Regions from separate parts of the Rattus norvegicus genome. Here region 1 is linked to region 2. Evidence: chromatin contacts called from public Hi-C data. All regions are on one chromosome and are shown on one strand. Each heading gives the region's core, a stretch centred on a gene start, on an enhancer-like site or on the middle of the called end of the contact. The rest is flanking DNA. Distances are from core to core; before and after follow the strand shown. Region 1 has its middle 4.5 kb from the start of Wnt2b. Region 2 holds the start of Capza1 (capping actin protein of muscle Z-line subunit alpha 1).

What was found. A called contact is a pair of places that touch in the nucleus more often than the background predicts.
Region 1: a Hi-C map of Schwann cells shows a contact between it and region 2, with 8 times the contacts expected there. The contact joins the enhancer-like site here to the promoter of Capza1 in region 2. A contact is called at or near these places in 4 of 12 Hi-C or Micro-C datasets (the A7r5 cell line, Schwann cells, mammary epithelial cells and 1 more).

Annotation. Positions count from the first base shown.
Region 1 is chr2:195,157,978-195,164,943 of GRCr8, forward strand. No RefSeq gene overlaps it. Among named protein-coding and RNA genes, the nearest start is that of Wnt2b, 4.5 kb to the left of the region's middle. Within about 2 kb of position 5,589, at least 22 of the 93 cell types and tissues checked have an H3K27ac peak or open chromatin away from gene starts, as enhancers often do. A contact at or near this core is called in the A7r5 cell line and Schwann cells, where this site is marked.
Region 2 is chr2:195,049,236-195,056,208 of GRCr8, forward strand. It overlaps Capza1 (capping actin protein of muscle Z-line subunit alpha 1), which reads right to left and starts at 3,865. Exons shown (of 10, transcript NM_001109625.2): 1 at 3,540-3,865. The coding sequence starts at 3,578. St7l (suppression of tumorigenicity 7-like) reads left to right here and starts at 3,704. Exons shown (of 14, transcript NM_001007639.1): 1 at 3,704-4,516; 2 at 6,932-6,973. The coding sequence starts at 4,303.

The DNA.
Region 1 (6,966 bases), core at 4,339-6,838, 110 kb after region 2:
CCTCGGGCGGAGCTGCGACTAGGAAAGAATCAGAAACAGCTGGGCTGCTTTCCCGCACCAGAGGCCGGTGGTGGGGGTCCTGTGGAGAGGGTAGAAGCACTGGTGCCTTTTCTCCCCCCTCCCTCTCCACACTTCTTCCTCTCCACCGGTTCTTCCAAAGTCCCGCAGAGTCGGGGGAGGGGGCTAGTTGGGAAGAGGTGGAGAGGTGATGTGGGCTGGAAGGATACCTTGCTCCCTTTTTTATGCTCCCCTTGCTCCCAACCCACAACGGGCTCGCACTTCCCTATGTGAAGTAGAAGCCCCGCGGGGGCAGAATGAACCTTACTGAAACATAAAAATTCTTTAAAACCCGGAGTCTTCCAACAGGAGATCTACTCTGAGGTCTGGCCTAACTCCTTCAGCCTCAGTTTCTCCTGCCTAGCCTCCCATTCCCCGGTGTCTTTCATGCCTCCTCTTGTGATTTTATCTAAACTATATAAAGTCCTCATGTAAACATCATGCTGGTGACTGCCCACCCACCTTAACCCCAAACTCACTGTCAGTCCGTGTTTGGTGGGGGCGTTAGAGATGCCAGAGTGTGAAGGACAGGGTGCAGCTGGCTGCAGACATCTCAGAGACAGAGAAGAGAGAAAAGTTCAGAGGGCCGTTCATCCTCTCTCCCCACAACTCAGTTCCCTGCCTGCAGTTTCCGTGGTAAGAGGCAAAGTGGATGTGTCAATTCCACAAATATTTTCTTTCATCTGATAGGGTTGTGCTGGCCTCCGAAAACACACACACACACACACACACACACACACACACACACACACACACACACATATACACACACACCAAAAAAGCATTTCTGCCTTCGTGGAGCCTACACTTTATTGAGCAAGATAGATAATAAACCTTAGAAGTGAACCAGTGGAATGTTACAAAGTGATAAGTGCAGAGAGCTGGGGGGCTGAGGGCGATCAGGCAGGGTAAGGGGGCCTCATCAACAGTGATAATGAAGAGAGGGTATGAGGAGGCAGGAAATAAGCTGGGCAGCTTGTGGTGTAGAGCACTGTGAGGGGCAGAGTCAGTAGACACCCCCTAGACAGGAGTGAGGTGGTGGACAGGGACCATCAAAGGGGTAGGTTAAATGGAGCAGAGTGCCCTAGGGAGGAGGAGAGCTCAGATAAATGAATGGAGTGTGATCTAAGGTGAGGAGGAGAGAAGGTGCCCATCATCATTGGTGGGGCTGGGCTGGCTTTGGATGAGAAAAGGGAAGGGGTGAATACTGGGAGCGAGCAGAACCAGCAGTTTTCCATGTCACCCACCCCCGCCCCCATTCCTGCAGTCTGGTAGACTTCTAGCTGGCCTGCTAAGCGTTTGGTACAGAACAGGCTCTAGCCAGTTCCCCTGTGGTGGTCAGGTAAGAGGCTGTAAGTTAGGCTTTCCTGGCTGAAGCCCTCTCCTTGGACTACTCTTACCTCCTCCCAACCCAGCTCCACCCCTTTGCAGGGCCTAAGTCTTCCAGCTTGGATGCTGTCCCCAGACTCCCCCATGTGTTTAGACCTGGGTGTGACTCTGGCCCTGTGTTTATTTGTACACATGAGCCTGGGGTTGTGGGATGGGAGCTGGAGATGATCACATCTGATTTGGGTGGACTCACCCACGTGGGCCCCAGATTCACATCTGAGGCCCCTCTTTGGCTTCAACTATCACCATAGCTGAGTGGGACCGTGTCTTGGCACAACACAGATGCTCAACTATTGAAGTATATTTCTGATATAAGCCCCCACCCCTAAAACGTCAGCAGCTCCAAGAAGGGAGGGGATTGAGGAGACAAGATCCCTCACAGCTTACAGGCTACCCCTGGCCTAGAGTAGGGAACCCAGGAAGAGACTTTGTTCCTTCTCCCCCCCTCTACTCAGTCCCCAGATCCCGGGCTGCAGGAGCCAGCTGACTGCAAGAGCACTCAACCACTTAACTAGAGAACAATTATGGAGCCAGAGAAGAGGTTTTCTGGGATCTGCCACTTTGGAGCTTCAAATCTCAAAATAAACTTCCAGCCTCAAAGTCCTAGACACTACTGGAGAGCTCAGCTCCTCACGCAAGAGCCTGCTGTGGGGCTTCCAGAACCAGGGTCAATCCTGGTGGCTGTGCCTTGCTCCTCTAGCTTATGCCCCAGCCCCCCACTGCCTGAGTTATGGGAGCCTGCAGGAGAAGCCTCTGATTCGAGAGTCTGACACCGGTCTGGAGGTCAAGTCATACTTAGTGAGTACCTGCTATGTGCCTGCCACTGACAAGAGCATCCGAATGGACACAGGCGGAGAAGGCCTTAAGGTGATGTCTAACCTCTGGGTTCAAGGCTGTATGCGGCAGATAGAATAAGCATTAATAGAGACCCAAGGAATCTCAGGCTGTCCCCCTTCCCACCCCACCCCTTCACCACACAGACACACACACAGACACAGACACAGACACACACACACACACGCACGCACACTGCCAAATGTCCTTCTGCAGACAGCTTCCAGATCAGCTCTCAGTGGCACCGTAATCTCTTGCCCTTTTCAAAGTGGGCATAAAAAGGAGATTCCACGCTCAGATTCCATAGCTCACTTTGTGCTCTGCTGTCCACCGAGGCCTTTTAGGGTTCAGGTCCCCCTATACATTGGGCTCAGCTTTGTACGCTGAGTGGCTTTAGATTGTTCCTGGCCTTTGGATGGGCGTGGAGATGAGTTAAGGGAAGCTGATGTGTGTAAACAGCCCTGGCTCCACCCTGGCCTATCCTCCAAAAAGCCCCCTTTCCTTGGGCCCTAGTTGGCGATGACCTTCTCTTTCCTGGTGGGTGGGAGGTGGTGGGGATGGTAATGAGCAGAGAGAGAAAGGCCAAGAAGGGGCTGGGGGGGGGTTGTTGGATGGAAGTCAAGGAATTCCTGAGCTTGCTGCATACACGAGGGGCCCCCCGGATGCCTTTCCTGGGATTTCTTTGCAGACTAAGGCAGGTCTCTTTTGAATTAGGGCCAGGTTCACACCATGCCTGATGCCCCACCTCCTGCCCTGCTATCCACCCCAGGTATCTGGGGACTGAGGAGAACCCAAAGATTTTAAAGGAGAGTGCAGTGGGGCTGTTGGCTTGTTACACAGCCTAGCTGGCCTCTGCTTGGTATTTATGAGGTTTCAGGCGAGGTGAGGAACTGTCTGTAAGAGGCTAGGCCAATCAGGCTTGGGGTGTGGGAGGGGCACAGGAGAAAGGAACATCCAGCCAAAGCAGGGGGCTTGATGGCACAGCATCCCTTTCCTCCCAGTTAGTAAGTGGCTAGACAGCAACCTTCCCCAGAGGACCAAGAAGGAAGGAAGGACATCAAGGAAGAAGGACACCAGGAAGGGAAGACAAGGGAGATGGGAACTTTGGGGTGGTCTGAGCCTTTTAGCACTTGAGCTATAAGGAGACTAGAGCCAGGCAGTGGACAGGCTGAGTGCCATCTTGGGCAAGTGGCCCAGGCTGTGCTACTGGGATCCTGGGTGGTCACTGGCCAGCCTCTCCTCAAAGAAAGGTTCTGCCTTTGCCCCAATGTGACTGAATCCTGTAGGCTAAGCACTGAGCTCTCTTTCTTGCCTGCTGCTTGCTCTGGGTCCCAAACTGATCTGGATGTTAGAGTGCCCCCAGTGAGCCCAAATCCTGACTTTACCCCCTTTCACATGGCCTTTCTCCCCATCTCTCCTCTGGGGTACTATTTTCTTAAGCTCGTGACTATGTGTCTAGTCCTAGTCCACGGTCTAGGTTTGCTTCCTGTCTCCCTTGTCTGCCTTTTCTTACTGTCCAGATATTTGTCTGTCCCTCTTTCTCAATTCTGTCACTTGGCCTCTCCTGGTTGGCCTCTGTCTGTCTGTGTCTGTCTCCCTATCCCTCTGTCGTCCCCCCGCCCCCCGAGAGAGGGGGTGGAGGCACAACTGTGATCCATATCCTTTTTTTCTTTTCTCTCTCTCCACCATTGGTTTCTCTGTGTCTTTTAAAAAGACTAACCAAACAAGCAAAACTATCTTTGTGGCTTTCTGAATCTCTCTGGTACCTGCCTACCTGACTCTCTATGTTCTCTGGTATGTGACTTTAACTGCCCTCAGCTCCAAGAGCCAGAAAAGATTTAAAAAAAAAAAAAAAAAAAAAAAAAGCTTTCTACCTTCAACTCAACGCAGTACTTGGGCATTATTTACAATACTGTAAGTCACTTTCCCACGTTGGGCCTCAGTTTCCCCACTGGAAAGTGAATGGAGAGCTAGTTTCTGCTGGGGAAGGTCCTCTGTCTTTCTCTTCTTTCTTTAGCATGGGCCATTCTGTTATGCCCCAAGGCCTCTGTCTCTCTGTTTCCTAAATCTGACCCTGAAGCCTGGACTCTAGCGTCTTAGGGACGCCTGTGGGGTGAGGTCTCTGTTAGTGTCAGCCAGCAAGGCCCTCAAAGCAAGATTCGACACTACTCCACTCCTTAAACATCAGTAGACAGGGTCCTTTCTGGGGCCATGTCTGGGATACAAACCAGATTAGCTCATCTCTCTAATCCTCTTTGTGCTGGAGCCTCTGCCCTGCAGGGACACCCACGGCGCTCCCCGTGTGTGTGTGTGTGTGTGTGTGTGTGTGTGTGTGTGTGTGTGTGTGTGTACACGCGCGTGTATGTGTGTGCGTGCGTGTGCGCGCGCGTGCGTGGGTGTGCGTGCGTGTGTGTGGGTGTTTGTTCTTGGAGAGGCAGGGCACACAAGGTTCTCTCCTCTGGTACCCCCACCTACGAGTAAAGTCCAAGCCAGCAAGCCTCCCTGTGTGAAAAAAAAGTCTGAGGCCTGAGCCAAACTAGCCTCCCACCTCCATTCCAATCTCTTCTGTAGCCTTTCCAGGACTGGATTATACATTTCGGACATCCCCCTGTTCCCGAACAGTCCAGAATCTACCCCTCTTCGACGCATAGCTCACGGCCTAATTGTGTGTACTTTTCGGTCATTTTAGGACTTGGCAATCCCTTCTTGAAAAGCCCAGAACTTGCAGAAGGACATAGGGAACGTGGGGGAGGGGTGGGAGTGGGGGAATGAGGCTGGCCCTCGGCATTACACTCCAAATTGGAAGCCTCCAGCCAGTCCCTGAATTTTCCTTGGAGAGATCTCTCTGGGCTGATAAGATCAAAGCATTCCCTCTGCCAAATCATTACCTTATTTTCGAGGCAATTACAGAACTTATTGTATCAATTAGCCAGGTCTCCAGCTGCAGCTGTTTATCGCTGGCTTTTGGTGCGCTGGCTAAGGGTCTGCCCTGCCGTGAAAGCCCGGAACCAGAGAGAAGGGCGGGGTCGGGGCCGAGAGCGCCCCGCGGCTGTCTGTGGGAATGGGCAGCGGAGGGCGGGAGGGCGCCCAGGGGAGTGGAGCCCGCGGGCCACTCTCGCTGCGATCGCTCTGTTCTGGGCGTCACAACGCGCGGATGTGGCCCAGAGAGACGCCGCAGACCCAGGGGTGAGGCAGGTCGTCGGGGTCGGGCCAGGGTCGGGGTTCCGTGGAGACCCGACTGAGCGAGCCCAGACGCCCAGCCCTCTGCGACGCTCGCGGCCGGCTGGAACGCACCCCTTGCGCAGGGCGCCCCGCCGTGGCGTTTTCTGGAAGGACAGAGGGCCGAGCTTCATTTTGGGGATTCCTGGTTTCAGGGCTGGACACGGAGAAGGGAGATGTTCCCAAGAGTGGAAGAGTGGCGTTCAGGGATTCCACCAGGACCGAATCGCCTTCTTGTAGAACCAAACGCACCTGTAGCCAGGTTGGATAAGGGATCCCTGGACATTCTCAGAATTTTTGCTCTTAGAAACACAAATATTACCGAAGTTTCTCCAGAGAGCTTCTTTTGTTTAGGTGGCTTATAGTCACTCATTGGATTCATACGAACACAGGGACAAATTTATAAAGCTCCTGATGGCCGAGGCGGCCATGAGCAACAAAAATAAAAGCATTTCTGGATAGTAATTCAAAAAATAAAATAAATATCCATGAGTCTGAGTTAATATAAACAAACAACTGAACAAATAAATAAATGGGGAAAGGACAAATCTCCCTCATAGAAAGACTTCCAAGTAACTTATGTAGACACTGCACATTCGATGACACGAAGTATAATTAATCCTTAAGTGTGGGTTGCGCATTCTGACATCTTTCCAACAAATACAACACAGCTATGGAGGATGGAAGGGAAAAAGAATTTTACCACGGGAGAAACTTGACAAATACTTCAGCAGGGCCATCAGGCTCAACATTATTGGAGTCAGGGCGATAGTTTTTGCCCCAGTGACAAAAATAACACTTGAGTCTCTTGTCGTTACAGAGCAACATTTGTTGCCAGAGAGATGGTAAAACGGCCCAGTGAGTTGGGAAGGCAGTTAATGCTATATACTCTTACCATGTGATCAAGTTAGTGCGCTCATTCATTGGGATGGCTACAAAACCCTGCACACTGACGCTGATAGCCAATCTCTCCGTAGCTGACAAGACTGGGGAGCAACTGACATGCCCTTCAGAGATGAATGGATACATGAGCTGTGCGTGTGCGAGAATGGAATGTTTTAGTGATAAAATGAGCTATCAACAGACGTGGAGGAGCTTCCCTTGGATATCACTAGCAGAAAGAAGTGGATTTGAAAGGCTGTGGTTCCAACTGTGCATTCCTGGCAAAAGGCAAAACTATGGAAATGATAGTGTCAGGATTTCCTCCTCTGTGATCTCTTTTGTAATCCTAGTGTCACAAGAAATCATGAGAAAAATATCAGACAAACTCCATCTGAGGAATTTTCTTTCCTTTCTTTCTTCCTTCCTTCCTTTCTTTCTTTCTTTCTTTCTTTCTTTCTTTTTTTAGACAGGTTCTTGCTGTGCAGTCCAGGCTGGCCTTGAACTCTCAACCCTTCTGCCTCAGTCCACCTCATGCTGGGGTCATTGATATGCATCATTACATCCTGCTGAAAATAAATTCCTTTT
Region 2 (6,973 bases), core at 2,615-5,114:
TTTTACTTGCTTTTAGAAATGTTTGAGGGGGGGAAAAAAGGCCTCAAATGCCAAACTTATGTCCGGGCTTACTGTGTTCACAGAACATACAAAGATAAGATTGAAAACAGAACAATAATAACAAAACAGACCAACCCCAAATCAAATGTATTTGAAGTCTTCAACAAGAAAGAAGAAAATGAACATTCTGGATTTCTTTCAAGAATTCAAAGTAGAAATTACTGCTCGAATAGCCTGTAGACCCGGGGACTCTCCAAGGGACTTTGCAGATGCCTGTGAGTACTCTACCACTGACTGACTTACATGTCCAGTCCATCTCCCACTTCCCTTCCATTTTTTGAGACAGTCTCACCAAGTTTTCCAGGCTGTACTTCATTTGCTTTGTAGCCTGGACAGACCTTACATTTTTCTATCCTCTTGCCTTGGCTTCCTAAGCAGCTAGGCCCTGAAAGATTTAAGATTAGTTTGTACTGCTTGGATGGTAACTCACGACTGTAAGCCTGCACCAAGGACCTCAAGACAGAAGTGTCACTGGGAGTTATGTCTGGGCTACACAGTGAGTTCCACATCAGCTTGAGCTACAGAATTCAGACTGTCTCAACAAATCAAAGTAAACAAACAAACAATTACTGCAAAAATATCATCAGGGCTACTTGCTTATGAATCTCAAGACATTCAAGATTAGTATAATCTTTTCACAGACACAGACAGACAGACACATACACACACACCCCACTGCAAAACATTTTATTTTTTGAGAAAGGGATCTCATTTATGTAGCTAAGCATGGGCATGAATTCCTAATTCTTTTTGCCTTTATCTCTCAAGAGCTGAAATTATTATGGACAGGTACCACCAGGACCAGCCTTTTCCGCTAGCTTTTCAATTTCTGTTAAGAATCAATTAAAGATTAGAAGGAAAAGCAGGCAAAGTAGGTAAGAAGCTCAAAAATCAAGAAGTCTTACAAAGCCCTTTCTTTTCCTTCTTTTCAAGACAAGGTTCTTGGCTGTCCTAGAACTTCCTCTGTAGACCAGGCTAGCCTCGAACTCACAGAAATCTGCCTCCCAGTGCTGGAATTAAAGATGTGTCCCAGCATCACTTCCACCCAGAAAGCCTTTCTTTATAGTCATAGATTTAGAGAGATGTGAATGTGCCTGTCAACTCTGAGGAAAGGAATCTAATAAAATTACAGGAATCTCAAGTTACTAGGGTCTCTTTATGTAGTCCTGGAACTCACTATGTAGTCACGGTTGGCCTCAAACTCAGAGATCTGCCTGTTTCTGCCTCCTGAATGTTTGGATTAAGGGCATGCACCACCATGCCTGGATCAAAGCATAGGGATTTTACTGTATCATTATACTACATATCTACATTGATAAAGACAATGTAGTCAATTAATAAAAAACAAAAACAAAACAAATAAAAAAATCTCTATTAAACCTAGAACCATGGGAGGCAAAGACAGGAGGGCAAATTGGAGATCAGACCAGTCTACAGAACAAGTTTCAGATCAGCTAGGGATATATAACAAGAATCTGTCCCCCAAATACAAAACATCAAAAGCTCTTTACTAAAATAGGAATAGGATTTATCAGCAATTTATCAGCAGACTTACTACTTATTACTGGCTTGTTTATCATTATTAAAACTAAGCAATAAAGTTAAGTATCATGGTATGTGCCTAGCACCATTTGAGAAAGCCTGGCAGATTAGGGTTGGGGTCATTCTTGGCTGTATAGTGAGTTAGAGGTTTACATGAGCCACATAAGACACAGTCTCAAGAAATAGAATAAAGTTTCACTCTAACTTAATGTTATGTGAACCAAAAGTATTTGTTTTATAATAAACGTTGTCATAGTTTTCTTTGTGTGAGTTTTGATTTCTTAGGTCTTTAATATTTATAATACTCAATGTTCAAATAAGAGAAACCAATACTAAAGTGTTATTTGGTGGCTTTTTAGTTTTTGTCCTACTAACAATGAAGTTCAAACACAGGATGTTGCACATGTTAAGTACTCTAGTAACAAACTGCCATCCTGGTCCCTGTTAAGTGTTTATAAAGGTGCTAAGCACCCTTTTCAGCATTTAAAGACAGTGGCTCATTCTTACACAGGTATATATTAAGTTATTCTTTTTGAAGAAGTGATCAAAAATAATCTGTTCCCCCCCCAACAATCGGTTGGACCCCCCCAGTGCAGGGGAATGGGGGGGGGCGGTAAGGGGGATGGATGGGGGGAACACCCGTATGGGGGGTGGATGGGAGGTAATGGGGGCTTATGGACAGGAAACTGGGAAAGGGAATAACATTTGAAATGTAAGTAAAGAAATACATCTAATAAAAAACAAACAAAACAAAACAACAAAAAAGAACCCAGGCAGATTTTATAGAACACCGGAGGGCACATACTTTGCTAACAGGCACTGCAGGAAACAAAAGACACATTCTTGTCCCATAAGTAGTTATCTAGTGAAACCATTTTAACTTCTAGCCACCCTAAGATTCTGTGTTTATGGAAGAACCTGGCACTTCTTTCCTTTTTGAACAAACTGTTTAGCAAATATATGTGGTTGTCAGGAAAAGTTATCCTATCAAATTTGGGATACACCCTTGTATTTAAAACACCTTTAAAGATCTAGGCACACAAACGACATTCTGACAACCCCAGCTATAAAGCACTACAGTTGGTCATCAAAAAAGGGTTGGGTGTTTCATCCAAACTGAATGTGTTAAATGTGAGGTTTATTTGCTACATAACCTTTCTGGAGTTGAAACAAGTCTGTTGCCTACTTCTCACGGTTTAACCGGAAGTAAAAAAAACTACTTTGAAAAAAAATTATAGTTAAAACAGAAGAGTCGGAGTCACCTTGGGGCTAAACGTGCACACAAGAGAGCATAAGCAGAATAAAGGTGTTCGTCAAATTCTTAAGCAAATCCCTTGAGGTTTACTGATTTATTTTTATCCAATTAGTTTAGTCGTCAGTAGTTAAGAAAAGATGAGGGTGTGTAGGTTAGGTGGACAGGCAACACCAGAGGACCTCTCCCTGACAAGGAGTCCTGACAGCAAAATCACTTCCTGAGGAAGGAGGAGCAAAAGGGAAGTTAAGGAGGCCACTCTGATCAGGAAGTGACTCGTTCTAAACTAACCCCAATCATACCTATAAATGGGGGGATGGGGTGAGCCCCAACAGCCAAAGGCGGTAAAATAACTGCTGCCTGACACGTCCCGACATCACATTCTCCTCCTCTCTTACACAGTAAAGAGTCTACAGTTAAGTCAATCAGACAAAGTGTCTCCTCTTTTGAAGGAAGGTTGTGTTCGGTCCGGAATGAAAAGAAGAGTTGAGGAATGGGGGACTGGGGCCACCGTGAGGCAAACGAAATCTCCTTTAAGGAAGGAAGCGTCCCGGATGCAGAGGGAATATGCTAGCACCGGGAAACAACCTTCTTTTTCCAGGGGTCACCACCAGGTTTCCCACTGCTGCCGGCTCGGACCCCTGGGCCTCGTCGGGGGAGGAAGTAAAAGAGGCGGACCCCTTACCTTCTCCTCATCCGACACCCGATCCTCGAAGTCGGCCATCTTGGCTGCTCTGGCCCAGCCCGGCGGGCCGGCGCGAGGCAAGCCGGGAAGGAAGCTGAGTGGTGGAATCACCGAGGGGGCCGTCAGAAGGACCCGCCCGGAAGCTCCGGCCAAGAGGGCGCCATGTCAGTTCCGCGCGGGCGTGACAGCTTAGGGTGGGAGCGCTCTAGGAAGTCGACTTTCCCCTCAGGGTTTTGCAGTCTTAACATCTTTCTCACTGGGTTTCAGTCACTTTCCCATTCGTCCTGGAATGCTTGGTGGCGTGTCTCGACTGTCCATGGCGCCTGGGCTCCCTCTGGTCAAGTAGCAGTTGCTACACCTAGAAGTTTTCCTGATCCCGTTGGTCTCGTAGGCCGCCGAGTCCAGTGCACTAAGAGCTGCTCGGCTCTAGGAGACATCAGTACTTTTCCAACGCCGGCACAGGGCGAAAGGTGACCCCCAACCACGTACGGAACCAAAACCACTTCTCTCCAGCGCCACATTGAGTCCGTTTCCTGCAGAATAAGTGCCACCATCGGATCCTTCCCCGCCCTCCTAGAGGACTAGGTAGCCCCAGAGTAGGCCACCTTCCAGGCGTTCCGCCACCTTCCAGACCTCCGTCCAATTCCCCAGGACTCAGCCTAGACAGAGGCCAGCTTCAAGTCCGCCACTATCCCAGGATTCCCAACTCCGGGTTTCCGGCCCTTCTCCCCTCCCAGGTCCCGGCGCCTGCCGGAGACGCAAGATGGCGGACGGAGACTACTTCGCGGAAGCCGCGCGGGCTGTGGGGTGTCCCCATGCACCTGTTCCCGGCTTGGGCCTGGGCCCGCCGCTGGGCTGGAAAGAGCGGCTGAAGGCCGGGCTGGCGAACTCTGGGTCCACGCTGTGGTTCCTGGCGGGGCTGGGGCTGCTTTACGCTCTGAGGGTCCCGCTGAGGCTGTGTGACAACGTGACAGCGGGTGAGAGGCCCAAACCTCCTGGACAGTCGGGGACAAGCACCAAAGATCAGAGATTCTCAGGGAGTCATGGAGGGCTTTGCAGAAGGAAATTGGTGTTGCATGCTCCAGTGGGTTTATTTTTTCTTTTGGGCCACAGCAACCCGGCAGCTAATTGTTAAACCTGTGCTGCAGTTTACCGGCCCCTCCCTAGAGCTCTGAAGGTTCGCCCTCTCTGTTCTGCCTACGTTACCACCGGAAAAGCTACCTGTCAAGCTGCAAGCTTCAGGTAGTAAGGCAGAAGAGAGCATTCCCAGATAGGTACACACAATGTATATACATTCTTATTGCTTGCAGGGCTCTTTGAAAAACCGTACCATTGAGTCTCCAGCTGCTGAACTTAACCTACACCAGAAACCTAAGATAAGCATATCTGTAATACAAGATAGAAAATGCTATGATTTTAGTGGATCATACTTTTATTGTAAGACGGTTCAATTAAGAAACGTTTTTCGTAATATTTTTATCCTTCAGACTTTGTTATGAGTAATAAGATAGTACAGGAAAGAGAGAGAGGAGAGAGAAGCACTGACAACAGTGAGGTTGTTTAGTATTTTCCTTCCGCAGTTGTACAGTGTCACGGGGCCTGGGCTAAAGATAAAATTTGTAAACAGTGTTGATCCATGCAGATTCTGCAAATGCTATTCCTTAGCCATAGGCAGGATGAAAAGATGGGGTCCTGGACCTTTTGTGGTGTTATTGCAGAATTTATTTCTGCAGCCTCAGAAGGTGGAAATATTTCTATTAGAGAGTCCCATGAGATGACATGAAAGACCATAGGATAGTGCTCTAAAATGCTTTGGGTATTTTAGAGGACAGGCACCACATACGGTCTAATTTATCTGTAATAGTTTCATGACGTAATTTGTGTGCTCATTAAAATGCTGTTCATTGAGTTGTTCATTTATTTTTCTACTGTTGTTGTCTTGAGGCCAGGATATAACCAAGACTGACCTTGAATACCTGATCCCTTGAGCCACTTCTTAAGTGGCGGATTTAGAGACATATACTAGCTAGCCTGGCTTTAATTCTTTGTTTAATGTATGTAGCTGTCTTCAGACACACCAGAAGAGGGCATCAGATCCTATTACAGATGATTGTGAGCCACCATGTGGTTACTGGGAATTGAACTCAGGACCTCTGGAAGAGCAGTCAGTGCTCCTAATCTCTGAGCCATCTCTCCAGCCTGTAGCCTGCCTTAAAAATTGTTTTTATACACGTCCCTCTTTATAGTCCAGGATCTCCTCAAGCTGGAGACCTTCCTGCCTTGGCCTCCAGAATGTTAGTATTGCAGGTTTGAACTGTCAAGCCTGCTAACTTTGGTTTATCGCCTGTGTTTTGACTACATGTACCCTTCAGATGAAAGCAGTTGACTATTGCAGATTTTTGTTTCTTTTAAAACTCAAAATTGGGGCTGTGGATGTAGCTCAGTTGATAGAGTGCTTCCCTGGCATACAGGAAGCCATGGGTTTCAATCCATTGCACCCATAAACCAGGAATGCTAATACACACTTGTGATCCCAGGACTGGGGAGATAGATACAGATACAGTTAGATGCAGTTGTATTTTACCAATACAGGTAGATACAGTTGTTCAAGGCCATCCTCAGATCCACAGTAAGTTTGAGACCAGCCTGGACTGTGTTAGACCATGTTGTGAAAGTGCATTTAGCTTTTTATCCTTATATATTTGCTGATTATATTTTAGATTTTCAGAGAAGCAGACTAAATTATCTCACTGTGACTTGATTTTCTTTCTTTGACCTAAATATGGATCCTAGGGCCTTATATACACTCATTTTGATTTGCTTCTTATTTAAGTAAAGAACAGTATAAAACCCCACTTTTATATACACGAGAAGATTCTTAAGATATGAAACAATGGGGACTAAAAGTCACTTTTGTTTTAATAACTTTTTCAAGTGAATTTCACATTAGGTATTAATGTAGACAGTTACTGACTTAGGGCAGTCAGCTCAGAATTTTTGAGCTTTGTAATAGGAAAAGCTGCCTGCATTCAGTAGAACATTTGGATTTTGATCTTCTCCCAAGCTAGCATCATGATCGCTACGTTACTGGGCAGCAACAGTAAACCGCTGCCTCCCATTTTGCACATTCATACAAAATGGAGCGTAAACAACCAGTGCGGTCCACAGCATTATGTTGCTAAGTAACGGCAGCTGGAAGATTAGAGATGCAGCCTACATTTTTTACTTGCAGTATTTTCAATCTATAGGCTTATTTGAACATAACCTCATCAGAGGCCAAGCTTCTTTACTGCTCACCTCCATCCATTTATGCAGGTAAACGTACTTGCATAATTGCAATGTACTTCAAGTTTGTACTTTGTAAAAACTCTAATGTTTTCTCTTTTTAACAGTGACAGGATTTTTAAGTTCACTGACACCCAAGTTTTATGTGG